Linked DNA regions of Zea mays: region 2 is linked to region 1. The links are chromatin contacts, called in public Hi-C maps. All regions are on one chromosome and are shown on one strand. Each heading gives the region's core, a stretch centred on a gene start, on an enhancer-like site or on the middle of the called end of the contact. The rest is flanking DNA. Distances are from core to core; before and after follow the strand shown.

Evidence for each region. A called contact is a pair of places that touch in the nucleus more often than the background predicts.
Region 2: a contact with region 1 is called in a Hi-C map of ear, with 2.0 times the contacts expected there. The contact joins the promoter of LOC103631772 here to the promoter of LOC103631768 in region 1. A contact is called at or near these places in 2 of 25 Hi-C or Micro-C datasets (ear and leaf).

What each region holds. Positions count from the first base shown.
Region 1 is chr1:14,579,380-14,586,235 of Zm-B73-REFERENCE-NAM-5.0, reverse strand. LOC103631768 (pentatricopeptide repeat-containing protein At5g15280, mitochondrial) reads right to left here and starts at 3,554. Exons shown (of 8, transcript XR_004852883.1): 1 at 3,218-3,554; 2 at 3,068-3,139; 3 at 2,821-2,946; 4 at 1-2,736.
Region 2 is chr1:14,904,812-14,911,581 of Zm-B73-REFERENCE-NAM-5.0, reverse strand. LOC103631772 (conserved oligomeric Golgi complex subunit 4) reads right to left here and starts at 2,889. Exons shown (of 2, transcript XM_008653243.3): 1 at 983-2,889. The coding sequence starts at 2,635. LOC103631773 (50S ribosomal protein L18, chloroplastic-like) reads left to right here and starts at 2,783. Exons shown (of 4, transcript XM_008653247.4): 1 at 2,783-3,266; 2 at 3,355-3,458; 3 at 3,563-3,715; 4 at 3,812-4,161. The coding sequence starts at 3,140. The coding sequence ends at 3,964.

The DNA.
Region 1 (6,856 bases), core at 2,305-4,804:
GAAGCGCTAGAAAAACGACTTTGCTCACACATTCTGCACACAAGAAAGCGGTAGCTAGATATAGAAAGGGTGGCATGCATCTTTAGCATCTTGCAAAGAACTGCATCTAACTTTCTCCAATTTTTTAGCCAACCATAGGCTTGAAGTAAGGAATTTAACAAAGTGGCACTGAGCTTCCCAGGAGCTGATTCTTGCAAGACTGGAATGGCCCATTTTATATTCCTTGTTTGCATTAATTCATTCACAATGCAACCGCGATATGAGAATTCAGTAAGTTTCACGGTCAGCATAGATTCTACCAAGTTCTTGGCTCGATCTGTGTCCAGCCATGGTAATGAAGGCAACACAGATCGGTAAGTAAAAACATCAAGTTCTTTGCTTTTGCTAAGCCACATGTCATGCATTCCAATTGATTCAGCAGTTCTTTGCTCCTTTAGGAAGCCCTCCATCACATAAAAGAATAATGATCGATCCACAGCCACACCCTTTTCTTTGAGAGCCTCCAACATTGCGCATCCAATGCTGGTATGACCTGTCCTGCACAACTCTTTGAGAAGTGCACAATATGCACTAAAAAACAGATCATGGTAGCAGTCAAATAAAGAGTTCATAAGTTTCAGGGCTTCCTCAATCACTCCCCATTTGCACAAGTAACTGATGAGGCCCATCATATCCTTGCTATCAGGTGACCATCTGCACTTTGTTGCAAGATTCCAACATTCCCAAAACCCTGCTATGTTCCTTTCTTCGCATAAACCTATCATTAAATAAGTATATGTATTGTGACTGATTGACAAGTCTTCTCTCAACATTTTTTCTAAAACCAGTTTTGCATGAGCAGACATTCCATTCCTACTCAATGTTTGGGCAACCAAATCTAGATTTTGAGCATCAAGTTTGTAAAGTATATCTGGCATCTCCTCCATAAGGTCAATGACATCTATAACATAAGCAGGGCTCACACATAAGGCCTTGAATAGCTCAGAGCAGCTATCTGGTGAAATGTCATATCCCCATTGAAAAGCTTTGTCTTTCACAAGAAGAGCACTTGCAACATCGCCTTGCTGAGATGCCCTGATTAGCTCTGAGTTAATATCTGGGAGAAGTGCGCTATCCAAAACTTGTGACAATGAAACCTCAAACATTTTGGAATCAGTGTCCAAATACAATCCATTGCCAACTGAATCAAAAAACTCAGCTTTTGGGAAACCAGTGACATTATCTCTCTTGATTTTCACCCCTAGGTGATCTAGCCCCAAGAATGATAAGGCCTTGGAGAGCACACAGTTTCCAGAGAGAAGAACATTTACACCATTGGTTTTCATGTGCCTCAAGACTTGTTCAATATCATCAAACCGCCTATACCTGCAATACCCTGCAAGAATTATCTTATATGTTGAAAGATTGGGTGTTACTTCTCTTTCAATCATGTCTTCAAATATATACTTTGCATGTCTATATAGCCCCTCCCTGAAAACACCACCTAAAATAGCATTATAGGCACACACTCCAGGTTTAACATGCCTAGCAAAGCACTCTGATAAATATACAAGTGCAGATTTTAGTTTCATTTCTCTACAGCTGTGAAAAATGAAAATTCCAAAAGTCGTAGCATCTGGAGCAAACCCTAAGGCCTCCAAACTTTGGAAGACCAACCATGCCTGACAAGTACCAAGATTTGTGCACAAAGACGCAAGGATTCTGTTGCAAAGACGCAACTCAGGTATACACCTCCAATCTTCCAAGAAATTCATCAGATCCCCAATATCCTTTTTCTTGTTAAATTCTTCAACTATATTTGACAAGGCTCCCTTGCTTAATTTAAGACCCAAACTCTTTAATTGCCGAAGAATACCAAGAGCTTCCAAAAGTTTACCTTTCCTGATTAAAGCCATGACAACAGAATCAAGAATATTTCCTTCGGTGCAAGAACCAAATCCAACTTCAAGCATGTCCAGATATACTCTCAAAATCAATTCATCCTTTCTGTTTCTGGTTAGAAAATGAAGAAGTACTTGATAGCATGAAGCTGAAGGAATCAAATGCTTGCCCCTTGCATAATCATAAAGTGCAACTGATTTCCCAAGGTTGCCTGCTTCTGAATACACCTGGATAATCTGACTGAATAGTTCACTAGAAACAGCTGGAGTCATATGATCAATCAATGAAAGCAGTAGTGATTCTGCTTGACTGAGCATATGAGCATCTGCAAGTATGGATACCATTGTCTCATTTGACCTTGGCAGATGTTGGAACTCTTTGCTCTGCCGCGATGTCCACCTGTACAAATTCCATAGAAATCTTGCATTTCTCACTTTTACGGCACTGAGTCCAAAACCATTCAAAATGTCAAGAAAATCCTTAGGCTTCAGCTCAGAGACACGCCAAAACCGGCGGAGGGTCTCCGGTGAGAGCCATAAACCAGGCTTGAGGATATCTTGCAAACTGCAGTTCCCATCAAAGGTGTCCCCATTTCTCTCAAATATGTGAGAACACTTGGCTATAACTACACTCCCGATACCAGAGCACAATTTTAGCGCAGAATGGGCATCAGCTTCGAACGTTTGTCCAGATTTCTGCTCCAAATTGTCTGGAGCGCAAGCAAAAATTGAGTTCCGCTTCTCCCCGAAGCGGATGCTGCTACACCTCAGCAAACTCCCTTTGTTGGTACTCAGCTCTGGGGCATTATTGGTAAAGCCTTGGTCTACAATCTTGGATGCTCGCCTGACACCTGGGCTGAAATTGATTGAATCAATCAGTTAGACCGAAAGAAAAATCAGTGCAGTACAGGTGGTGAGATGAAAGCCCTCGCTCGTTTACCTCAGATGCCGGAAATGGATTGTGCGGAGCAACCGCCATGCCATCGACATCTATTCCGCTCGGACCTCCCAGCCCCGCCGCTGAGCAAGGCCCCACACACCGCATCTGATCAGCGAATCCCCAGTCCTGGTGAGTCAGGGAGGCGGAACTGAGGCGAGCGAGAAATTGCGGCACGAGGAACACGATGCTGCTCCCTAGCACTTTGGGTCGTATCCGCATAACTTATAAGAAAAGTTCTCCGACATACCTCACTGGTGATTGCGGGAGCTCGGAACCTCGAGTGGTCTCAATCCCATCCTTTGTGACCTTGTTCAGCAACCTGCAATAGGATTGATTACTTGTATTATAGCTTTAATATGATTACAAAGATCATTGTCCACTTGGAATAACATTTCACCTTTACAATTACAAACTACACCACTGATAACTACTATGGTGCTACCACTACCACCTACGGCGAGCAGCCTGCAGCCAGCCAGATCCGAGGACCGAGGATTTGGGTCGCCGTATGTGCTACCACTAGTGATGAATGGGTAATGATCCATTCGGTTTACACTTGATTTGGGAAGAGGCGGTGGTGACAGCGGTCTATATTCTCAACCGCTCGCACACCAAGATATTCAACGGGATAACATCGTACGAGGCTTGGCATGGGCCTAAGTCGACGGTCTCTCACCTACAGGTCTTTGGCTGCCTCACGTTCACCAAGGAGCTTGGCCACATCGACAAGCTCGACAACAGGAGCACCCCAGGGGTGTTCGTTGGCTATGCAGAGGGCTCAAAGATCTACTGCATCCTTGACCCAGGAACACAGTGTGTGCGCACGGCGCGCGATGTAGTGTTCGACGAAGGGCGAGGATGGTGTCGGGGACCATAATTAGGGGTACCCTCAAGACGCCTAATTCTCAGCTGGTAACCCCCATCAGCATAAAGCTGCAAAGGTCTGATGGGTACGATTAAGTCAGGGATCAGTCCACACGAGTGACTCGATCACGCTTCACCCGAGCCTAGCCTCGGCCAAGGGCAGCCGACCTCGAGAGACTTCCGTCTCGCCCGAGGCCCCCCTTTTTACGGCGGACACATCACCGGCTCGCCCGAGGCCTTGGCTTCGCTCAGAAGCAACCCTGACTAAATCGCCACACCGACTGACCGAGTTGCAGGAGCATTTAACGCAAAGGGTGAGTCAGACAGACAGTCAGGCCTTGCCAAAGGCGCCACGGCGAACTCCGCTCCGCCCGACCCCAGGGCTCGGACTCGGGCTAAGACCCGGAAGACGGCGAACTCCGCTCCGCCCGACCCCAGGGCTCGGACTCGGGCTAAGACCCGGAAGACGGCGAACTCCGCTCCGCCCGACCCCAGGGCTCGGACTCGGGCTAAGACCCGGAAGACGGCGAACTCCGCTCCGCCCGACCCCAGGGCTCGGACTCGGGCTAAGACCCGGAAGACGGCGAACTCCGCTCCGCCCGACCCCAGGGCTCGGACTCGGGCTAAGACCCGGAAGACGGCGAACTCCGCTCCGCCCGACCCCAGGGCTCGGACTCGGGCTAAGACCCGGAAGACGACGAAACTCCGCCTCGCCCGACCCCAGGGCTCGGACTCCGCCCTGGCCTCGGCCAAACGACCTCCGCCCCGCCCGACCCCAGGGCTCGGACTCGGGCTAAGACCCGGAAGACGGCGAACTCCGCTCCGCCCGACCCCAGGGCTCGGACTCGGGCTAAGACCCGGAAGACGGCGAACTCCGCTCCGCCCGACCCCAGGGCTCGGACTCGGGCTAAGACCCGGAAGACGGCAAACTCCGCTCCGCCCGACCCCAGGGCTCGGACTCGGGCTAAGACCCGGAAGACGACGAAACTCCGCCTCGCCCGACCCCAGGGCTCGGACTCCGCCCTGGCCTCGGCCAAACGACCTCCGCCTCGCCCGACCCTAGGGCTCGGACTCGGGCTAAGACCCGGAAGACGGCGAACTCCGCTCCGCCCGACCCCAGGGCTCGGACTCGGGCTAAGACCCGGAAGACGACGAAACTCCGCCTCGCCCGACCCCAGGGCTCGGACTCCGCCCTGGCCTCGGCCAAACGACCTCCGCCTCGCCCGACCCCATGGCTCGGACTCGGCCTCGGCAACAGAAGACAGACTCAACCTCGGCTTCGGAGGAGCCCCCACGTCACCCCGCCTAGGGCACAGACCCGCCACGTCAACAGGAGGCGCCATCATTATCCTACCCCGAATCGACTCGGGTCACGGAGAACAAGACCAGCGTCCCATCCGGCCAGCTCCGCCAGATGGGCAATGATGGCGCTCCACAAGCTCTGTGACGACGGCGGCCCCCAGCTCTCTTACGGAAGCAGGGCGACGTCAGCAAGGACTCGACCGCTCCAACAGCTGTCCCTCCGCCAGGCTTCGTCGCACCTCCGACAGCCACGACATCACGCCAGCAAGGTGCCAAGACCTCTCCGGCTGCCACATTGGCATGTACCTAGGGCGCTAGCTATCTCTCCGCTAGACACGTAGCACTCTGCTACACCCCCATTGTACACCTGGATCCTCTCCTTACGACTATAAAAGGGAGGACCAGGGCCTTCTTAGAGAAGGTTGGCCGCGCGGGACCGAGGACGGGACAGGCGCTGTCGGCGTTTCAAGACAGGGGGGTCCCAAAGCCGACGAGTGAGTGTGCTGCGTGCCCCAGCCCAGATGGGTCGAGCGCGTGGGCGAGCGCGAAGGGGGGAGAGGCGAGGTGGCCGGAGTCGAGCGTGAGAGAGGTGGAAGTCCCGCGGCCTTCGTGTTCGTCCCGCGCCCAGGTCGGGTGCGCTTGCAGTAGGGGGGTTACAAGCGTCCACGCGGGTGAGGGAAGCGAGCGGCCCCAAGAGAGCGCATGTCCCGTCCTCGGTCCCGCGCGGCCAACCCATCTGGGCTGGGGCACGCAGCACACTCACTCGTCGGCTTTGGGACCCCCCTGTCTCGAAACGCCGACAGTTGGCGCGCCAGGTAGGGGCACGCTGCATGCTGACGAACAGCTCCCCGTCAAGCTCCAGATGGGCAATCTCCAGCGACCTCTCCGGCCCGGGGCGGTGCTTCATTTCAGGACTCTTGAGTTCATGTCCTTCGACGGCAGCTATGACATGATACTTCTTCCACCGCCACGCGACAACGACAATGGCGGCCGACAATCCGCTCGCCGGCGGCGGAATCGACGACACCTTCCCCGCGTGGTGGAAGAACAACATTCGAGCTCGCTCCGTTCTCTCCCCCGCCAACGGAGGAGGAGGCGGGGCCATCAAGGCCAAGCGGGAGGCCGCGCTTCGTTGGCCGTCGAGCGAATCGACGCCCCCGACGCCCCGACGGAAGGCACGCCGGACGTCGACCTCGCGTGCAAGACGAAGGCAAGCGCCGTCCCCCCGCGACACGCTGACTCCGAGCAAGAAGACGACGCCGGCGCGCTCGCGGAAAGCCTGCAGGACGTCGCCCTCGTACCTGAGATGACGGTGCAACCAGTCCCCGATGTGACTACGTCGCTCCTCGTCGACCAAAAGGTACCGGCTAACTCCCATCTTGCGTCATTTCGACTCGGCCTCAACCCGCCAAACGACCTCGTTTTGGCGGGTGCTCTCATTGAGGCGAGTGCAACCCCACTGGGGTTTCGTATACGGTCGCCTTGGGACCGGCTGACGGACGTCTCAACCTACGGGCCCTCTGGGTCCGAGGAAGATGACGACCCCAGCGTCTGTCGGGATTTCTCCGGACTTGGCAACCCCAGTGCCATGCGGGACTTCATGACCGCATGTGACTACTGCCTATCCGACGGTTCCGACGGAAGCCGCAACCTTGGCGACGAGAGCTGCGGCCCAAGCCGCGAATGTTTCCACATTGAGCTAGGGGATCCCTCCGAAGGCAACCGTCTCGGCATGCCGGAGGACGGTGATCTTCCTAGGCCGGTGCCTCGCGCCGACATCCCACGGGAGCTAGCTGTGGTCCCCGCTCCGGCGGGGGGTTACGACCCACAACTCGAGCTAGTCCGCGAGGCGCAGGCCAGGCTCAACGAG
Region 2 (6,770 bases), core at 1,640-4,139, 330 kb before region 1:
CTATTCACTAGATCACAGGTTCCCACAGACAAGAACACTAAATTATTAGAGTATATTTAGTAGATAGTCTAGATATTGTGTTTCATAGGCTGCCATATGTACCTGTTGGTTGCCTTATCTCTTACGTCATGTACTCTATATAAACTGTGTAAGGGCTCAATGCAAGACATCATCTTTTGCTGCAGCATATACCTTTTCCTAACATGGATCAACCATACATTCCACACTTCACGCATCATTTGTCATTACTGTCGGTTCTACATAGTAAATTTAGTGATTTAGTTTGCAAAATTGTTTATCAGGCACCAAGTTTAACGGTTTTGCTATGACAAACTCAAAAGACAGTTCCTATGACAGGAGTGACCATAAAGCAGTATACAAAATGCTGCTATCAGCGTGTGTAACATAATGCTGTCCTACTTAGAAAGTTGCTAGTTCCATCATTTACTTCTAACAATTTGGTATTTTCCAGATGACAAATAGTCAAATACATTAGGTTAAGCAATCATTTCTCATTAGCATGATAGAATTAAGCAATGCCAAACTAATTTTACTAAGACAATGAAACACATTATTTGTGAGTTATGAGATTCTCTATTACATAAGATGCATAGAGATCAAATGACAGCGGCGGCGGCGGCACACAGGAGACACTATCACCAACTCACATGGATAGTTATTGATAAACGTAGGTGTACACGGCTAGACAAATATGTAAGCCAAATGATTTATCACTGCCATAAAAAGTTTTAGGTTTCTGAAATTTACTCTATTACGATCAACTAATTTTCATAGAATGCTAAAACATTGTGAACACCTTCGTTTTAAATCAAACAATCTGCAATTAAGAACACATTATATAACTGCAGAAATGCACATATCCATAAATTGAACTGATGAAATGCATATATGGCATAATTGTTAAAACATATCCCACTTTAGGCTTAAACAAATGCATATAATCAAAGAATACTAGACTCACCTCCACGCAGAGCTCCTCAATCTCATGACGGAGCTTCAGAACATACTCAGAGCTAATGTCAATGTTGTTCAGTGCAGTCGCAATCTCCTCACCTGTCTTCTGCACTCCAACACCACCAAGGAAGAGCTTTGCACCCAAATTTGGCTCCCGCATCCTCCACTGTAGTGCCTCCTGATACTCATTGCTTAGAAGGCTCATTGCCCCACCAAGCACAGCAAGAACAGAGTTTATGCTTGCAGTGGAAGCAGCCCGGCGGCAGCAACTCTGCAGTACAAAGAATACATCATCCACCATAGACGTTGTGAGACCATCTGATATGGGCTCATCAATCCGTATGGCTTTCCTCACATTCTCCACCATGAAAAACTCCTCAAAGATCACATAGAACCCAGTCAGATCCTGCTCCGTTTTATAGAAGTTACCATTACGGAAGGCCTTCATCGCCCGCGGCCCAAGCTCAGGCTTGACATCTCTCAATCCACGGATCTTGTTCACCATAAATTCAGTGTAGTCCTCACCAAGCTGGGTCAACGCAAGAATCTCCTCAAGATAAAGCTCAATTTCCCTGGGATCAGGCCCTTCACTACCTCCAGCAGCACTGGCCATGGAACCCATGACCGAAAGGAGGTTCTTTGTATAGGAGTTTATATCCGATGCAAGTCGTGCAAGCTTCCTGTAATCAGCATAACGGCGTAGTATCTGGGTGCCCCGCGAATCACACTCCTCCTGCAGCTCAATGATGGCATAAGCAACACCATCGTCTCCCCTGAGCTCACGAAGCACAGCATCATTCTCCTCAACAGCGAGCACAATGTCCTTAAAGAGACGGGTGAGGCAGCCAACAAAATCCGGCCGCTCAGAGGTCGGCTGGGTCGCGGAGGTCAGCTCCGCGAGGTGCTCAAAGTCTGCGCGGGCACGCAGAGCGACAACCTTCTTCAGGTAGGCGACGTAGACCTGGAGTCCTTCATCAGCGAGTCCGAGCAGTGGGAATAGGCGGACGAGGCGAAGCACAGCAGGATGGTCCTGTGCATCAACGACCGCCGCTAGCCTCCGACGCGCGAGCCCCTCGAGGCGACGTTTCATGTCAAGCAGATCGCGGCGGAGATCGTCGTCGGTGGGGAACCGAGCGTCGATAGCGAGGAATTCGTGCACGGCGGTGGCGGCGGCGGCGAGGTCGTCGGCGGCCAAGGCCCGCCGCGCGGCTTCGAGCGCGCGAGAACGATCGAGCGCGGCCTCGGCACGTGCCAGCGCAGCGTCCGCCCTGGAGTGCGCCGCGTCGAGATGGCGGACGCGGGACGAGAGCGCGTCGGCGAGCGCCGCGGTGGTGGAGGAGGATTCCTTAAGCGCGGCGGCGTCGGAAGCCGCGAGCGAGAGCAGAGGCGGGGCAGAGCGGAGGAGCGAAGCAGCGGCGCGGTCGAGGTCAGCACGGCGGGCGAGGAGAGCGTCGAGACGGGCGTCGAGCCCGCGCTGGTAGGCCACGCACTCGTGGAGGAGGCGGGTGGCGGCACCCGCGTCGGTGAGGACTCGGAGCGCGGCGAGGGAGGCCGGGTCGCCGAAGTCGAGGGATGGTGGCACGTCAGCGGACGAGGGGTCCGGGGCCACAATGGCATCCGGTCGGCGCGGGGACCGCGGGGCGGGAGAGGGCACCGCCATGGCCGCGGACCGCGGCGTCGGTGCAGATCGGCAAGATCTCGGAGTCCGGGGGAGAAGACGAGACTCGAGAGGGTTGGGCTGTGGACCGTTGGACACCGAGAAGACCAGATCTCGGAGTGCTTCTCTCTCTCTTCTTTTTTTCAGGGCAAGGGCGACGGTGCGGTGCGGAGTGTGCGGGCGCTGCGGCTGGTGCCTGGTGGGGAAAAAAATTTGCTGCAGCCCGGCTGCAAACTAGGCTGTTTGCAGCCCCTCACAAAAATGAGGATAGGCCCCACCTGTAGGCCAATAACACAACTAAAACGTTATCTAGTAGACTTGCAGGTGAGGTCTATCCTCTTTTTTGTTAGGGGCTGCAAACAGCCTGGTTTGTAACCGGGCTGCAACAAATTTTTTTCCCCTGGTGGTGGTGGGGTAAAACGGAATGGTAAACTGAAGCCAACTGCCAACCCAACGAAGGCCAGAACTGCGCGCGCGGAACCTGTTCGACGAATTGGCGCACTGGCTATGGCGCTGCTACGCGCCGCGCTAGCCCAGCCGTTATCGCCGCGCCCCGCGCTCCCGGTCCGCCACCCTCCGACCTCGCTGACAGGCTCCAGGTTTATCCTCGACTTCTCGCTTCCGCCACATCCAGGTGAGCAGAGCCACCGCATACACGCTGTTCCGCGCTCGCTAGCTCGGCGACGCCCACGCGCGCTCTTATCTCTGTCTGACGCGTGCAGGCCCCGGCGCGCCCCGGCGCGAGTACCCCAGGATCGAGGCGACGGCGAGGCGAGGCGCGCGAACTGAGAGCGCCAAGGTCAGGAACCGTCGGCTGCAGAAGAAGGTACGTTCCGGTGCTCCACCTGGTTCTCAAATTTCAGGATAAGGCCAGCTACCAGGCAGCCGGTGTAACCAAACCGCCGTTCCGCCGACTCTCGCTGTATGCAGTTCAACGGCACGGCGACGAAGCCCAGACTCTCGGTGTTCTGCTCCAACCGGCAGCTCTACGCTGTGCTCGCCGACGACCACAACAAGAAGATCCTCTTCTATGGCAGCACGCTGCAGAAGTCCATCTGCGGCGACCCGCCCTGTGGCACCGTGGTAAGCCGCCGCCGTCGTCTTCTCCATCTGGAATTTGGTTTGTATTCCGGCGGGACTCTTGAGCTTGAGTTCGCCTCGCCGGCTCGCCCTGCACAGGAGGCTGCCCGGAAGGTCGGGGAGGAGCTCGTCAGGGTGTGCAACGAGTTGGGCATCTCCGAGGTCTCCTACGACCGCAACGGCTTTGCTCGAGGCGACAAGATGATGGCGTTCGAGGTTCCGGTCTCACAGCACGGGTTCCTGCCAAGATAGGCTGCAACTGTAGTGTCGCCCCCAGAAAGGAGGCACCAGGGCTTGCATTGACAGTTCTCAGGAGACAGGGAAGTTGGTCACATTCCATGCGGATTCTGTATTCTGTATTCTGTATGATCCATCAGTCCTTGATCAACAGGCAGTTCATATTTCACTAACAAGGACAGTTTCTCCGTACTCTATACACGATTCCAGTACCTACTGCTCAGATCTCCTTACATCCCCTTTATAATATGAATATTCATATAATATAATACACGAAATCACTGAAGTGAACATTAGTAGGAGCTATATGCTACGGACGCTGAAACTGGGACTCGAGTTCCCAACCTGTGGACCAACCATGCAGCTTGTTCGCTGCGGCTTGCTGCGGCTGCAATCCGGCTGCGGCTGCGGCTTCTACAGTATTTTTCTCTCTATGGATTGCAGCTGCAGCAGTCCAAACAGCTGCAACAGTGTCGGCTTGTAGCCAGCCGAACACGCCCATGGATTCTCGATATCCGGATCAATGAAAGTTTGTATAAGGAACGGTATAGCTTCATCACCGTTCAGATATGCTGGATCCTGGACCGGAGCACCTGAGAAGAATGCCAATAACAGGTGTCAATACCAATTGCCAAACTTACCTATTCAGCAGCAAGTCATCCCGTCATGACTCATGAGTACCCGAGAAGAGCTAGAAAGTACTAGTAGAAAATAACCAGTAAGCGCAAAAGGACATCGTCATTTTGAAGTTCAAGTAACACTCGCATTCATGAACAACGAGAAACAGGAAGACAAGGCTGGGACCTGTACTCATAGCAGCTGGCAATTTGCTCATTCTCAGGTTTGTCCCGGTTATGCCACCCAACGGGCTCTATGCAGTGATCCATAAAAGCTTGTGAAAAAAAAACCTCCCGAAGGGCTCCCATGGCCGACGTAGGTACATAGCAGCTTCTCCATTGCCAGTACCTGGATGGTGTCATGTCATTTGGCACGTATATTTGTTGGAATACGAACCTATACCCCTAACCAGGGATGAGGAGTAGTATTAATAGACTTAGTAACTGGGCCAGGCCCATTACAATGAGGGTTGAGACGGTAATTACACGGGGAACACCCCAAACCCTAGAATCCTAGACGGGTAGTCTAACACCCCCCGCAGTCACAACTCTATCCTGTACAGATGTTGAGACTGGATCGAAAGTCTAAGAATACACTCGACGGTAGTCCCTTAGTGAAGATGTCGGCGAACTGCAGCATGGTGGGGACGCTGAGAACCCGAACGTCACCGGCAGCGACACGCTCGCGGACGAAGTGTAGGTCGATCTCTACGTGCTTCGTGCGCTGATGCTGCACGGGGTTGGTGGAGAGGTAGACCGCACTGACGTTGTCGCAGTAGACGAGAGTGGCGTGCTGAAGAGGACTGTGGAGCTCGTGGAGGAGCTGGCGCAGCCAGGAGGCCTCTGCCACACCGTTGGCCACGACACGGTACTCGGCCTCAGCGCTGGAGCGAGAGACGACGGGCTGCCTCTTGGCGGCCCAAGAGACGAGGTTGGCGCCCAGGAACACGGCGTAGCCGGAGGTGGACCGACGCGTGTCGGGACAGCTAGCCCAGTCAGCGTCGGTGTAGACCACGAGCTCCGACGTCGGGGATGGGCGGAGTAGGAGGCCGTACTCGAGGTAGCCGCGGAGGTAGCGCAGAATCCGCTTGAGCGCAGTGAGATGGGGCTCCCGCGGAGTGTGCATATGCAGGCACACCTGCTGGACGGCGTAAGCGATGTCGGGCCTGGAGAACGTGAGGTACTGGAGCGCGCCGGTGAGGCTCCGGTATGACGTCGCGTCGGCGACCGGAGGCCCGTCGTCCGCAGAGAGCTTCGCATGAGTGTCGACAGGCGTGGAGCAGGGCTTGCAGTCAGACATGCCAGCCCGCTCCAGGATGTCGATGGCGTACTGGCGCTGGTGGAGGAAGAGACCCTGAGGCCGACGTTCGGCGGTGATGCCGAGGAAGTGGTGTAGGGGCCCCAGGTCCTTCATCGCGAACTCCCGCTGAAGGGCGACGATCGTGCGGTGTAGAAGGTCGGCGGTGGATGCCGTGAGCACAATGTCGTCAACGTAGAGCAGGAGGTAGACGGTGTCGTCGCCGCGCCGATAGATGAACAGGGACGTGTCCGACTTGGCCTCGACGAAGCCGATGGAGGCCAGGTAGGAGGCGAAGCGACTGTACCAAGCCCGTGCCGCCTGCTTGAGGCCGTACAGGGACCTATTCAGCCGGCAAACCAGATCCGGGCGGTCAGCGTCGACGAAGCCGGTGGGCTGGCTGCAGTAGACAGTCTCCGCCAGAGTGCCATGGAGGAAGGCATTCTTGACATCGAGCTGATGGATCGCCTAGTCGCGGGAGAGGGCGAGGGAGAGGACGGCGCGAACAGTGGCGAACTTGACGACAGGGCTGAAGGTCTCGTCGTAGTCCACTCCGGGGCGCTGGGTGAAGCCCCGAAGGACCCAACGGGCCTTGTAGCGGTCGAGGGAGCCGTCCGAGGTCAGCTTGTGGCGAAATAGCCACTTGCCGGTGACCACGTTGGTGCCTGGTGGACGCGGCACCAGGTCCCAGGTGTGGTTGGCCAAGAGGGTCGCGTACTCCTCCTCCATAGCACGACGCCAATGTGGGTCGGCGAGGGCAGTGCGAACGGAGGAGGGCACCGGGGAAGTGTCGGGTGGAGTGCTAGATGTAGCAGCTGCCAGGATTAGCCGGTCGACGGGGCAGAGAACGCCAGCAGCGCGCCGAGTCACCATCGGGTGGACGTGCCCGGGGTCGCGGTGGATGGCG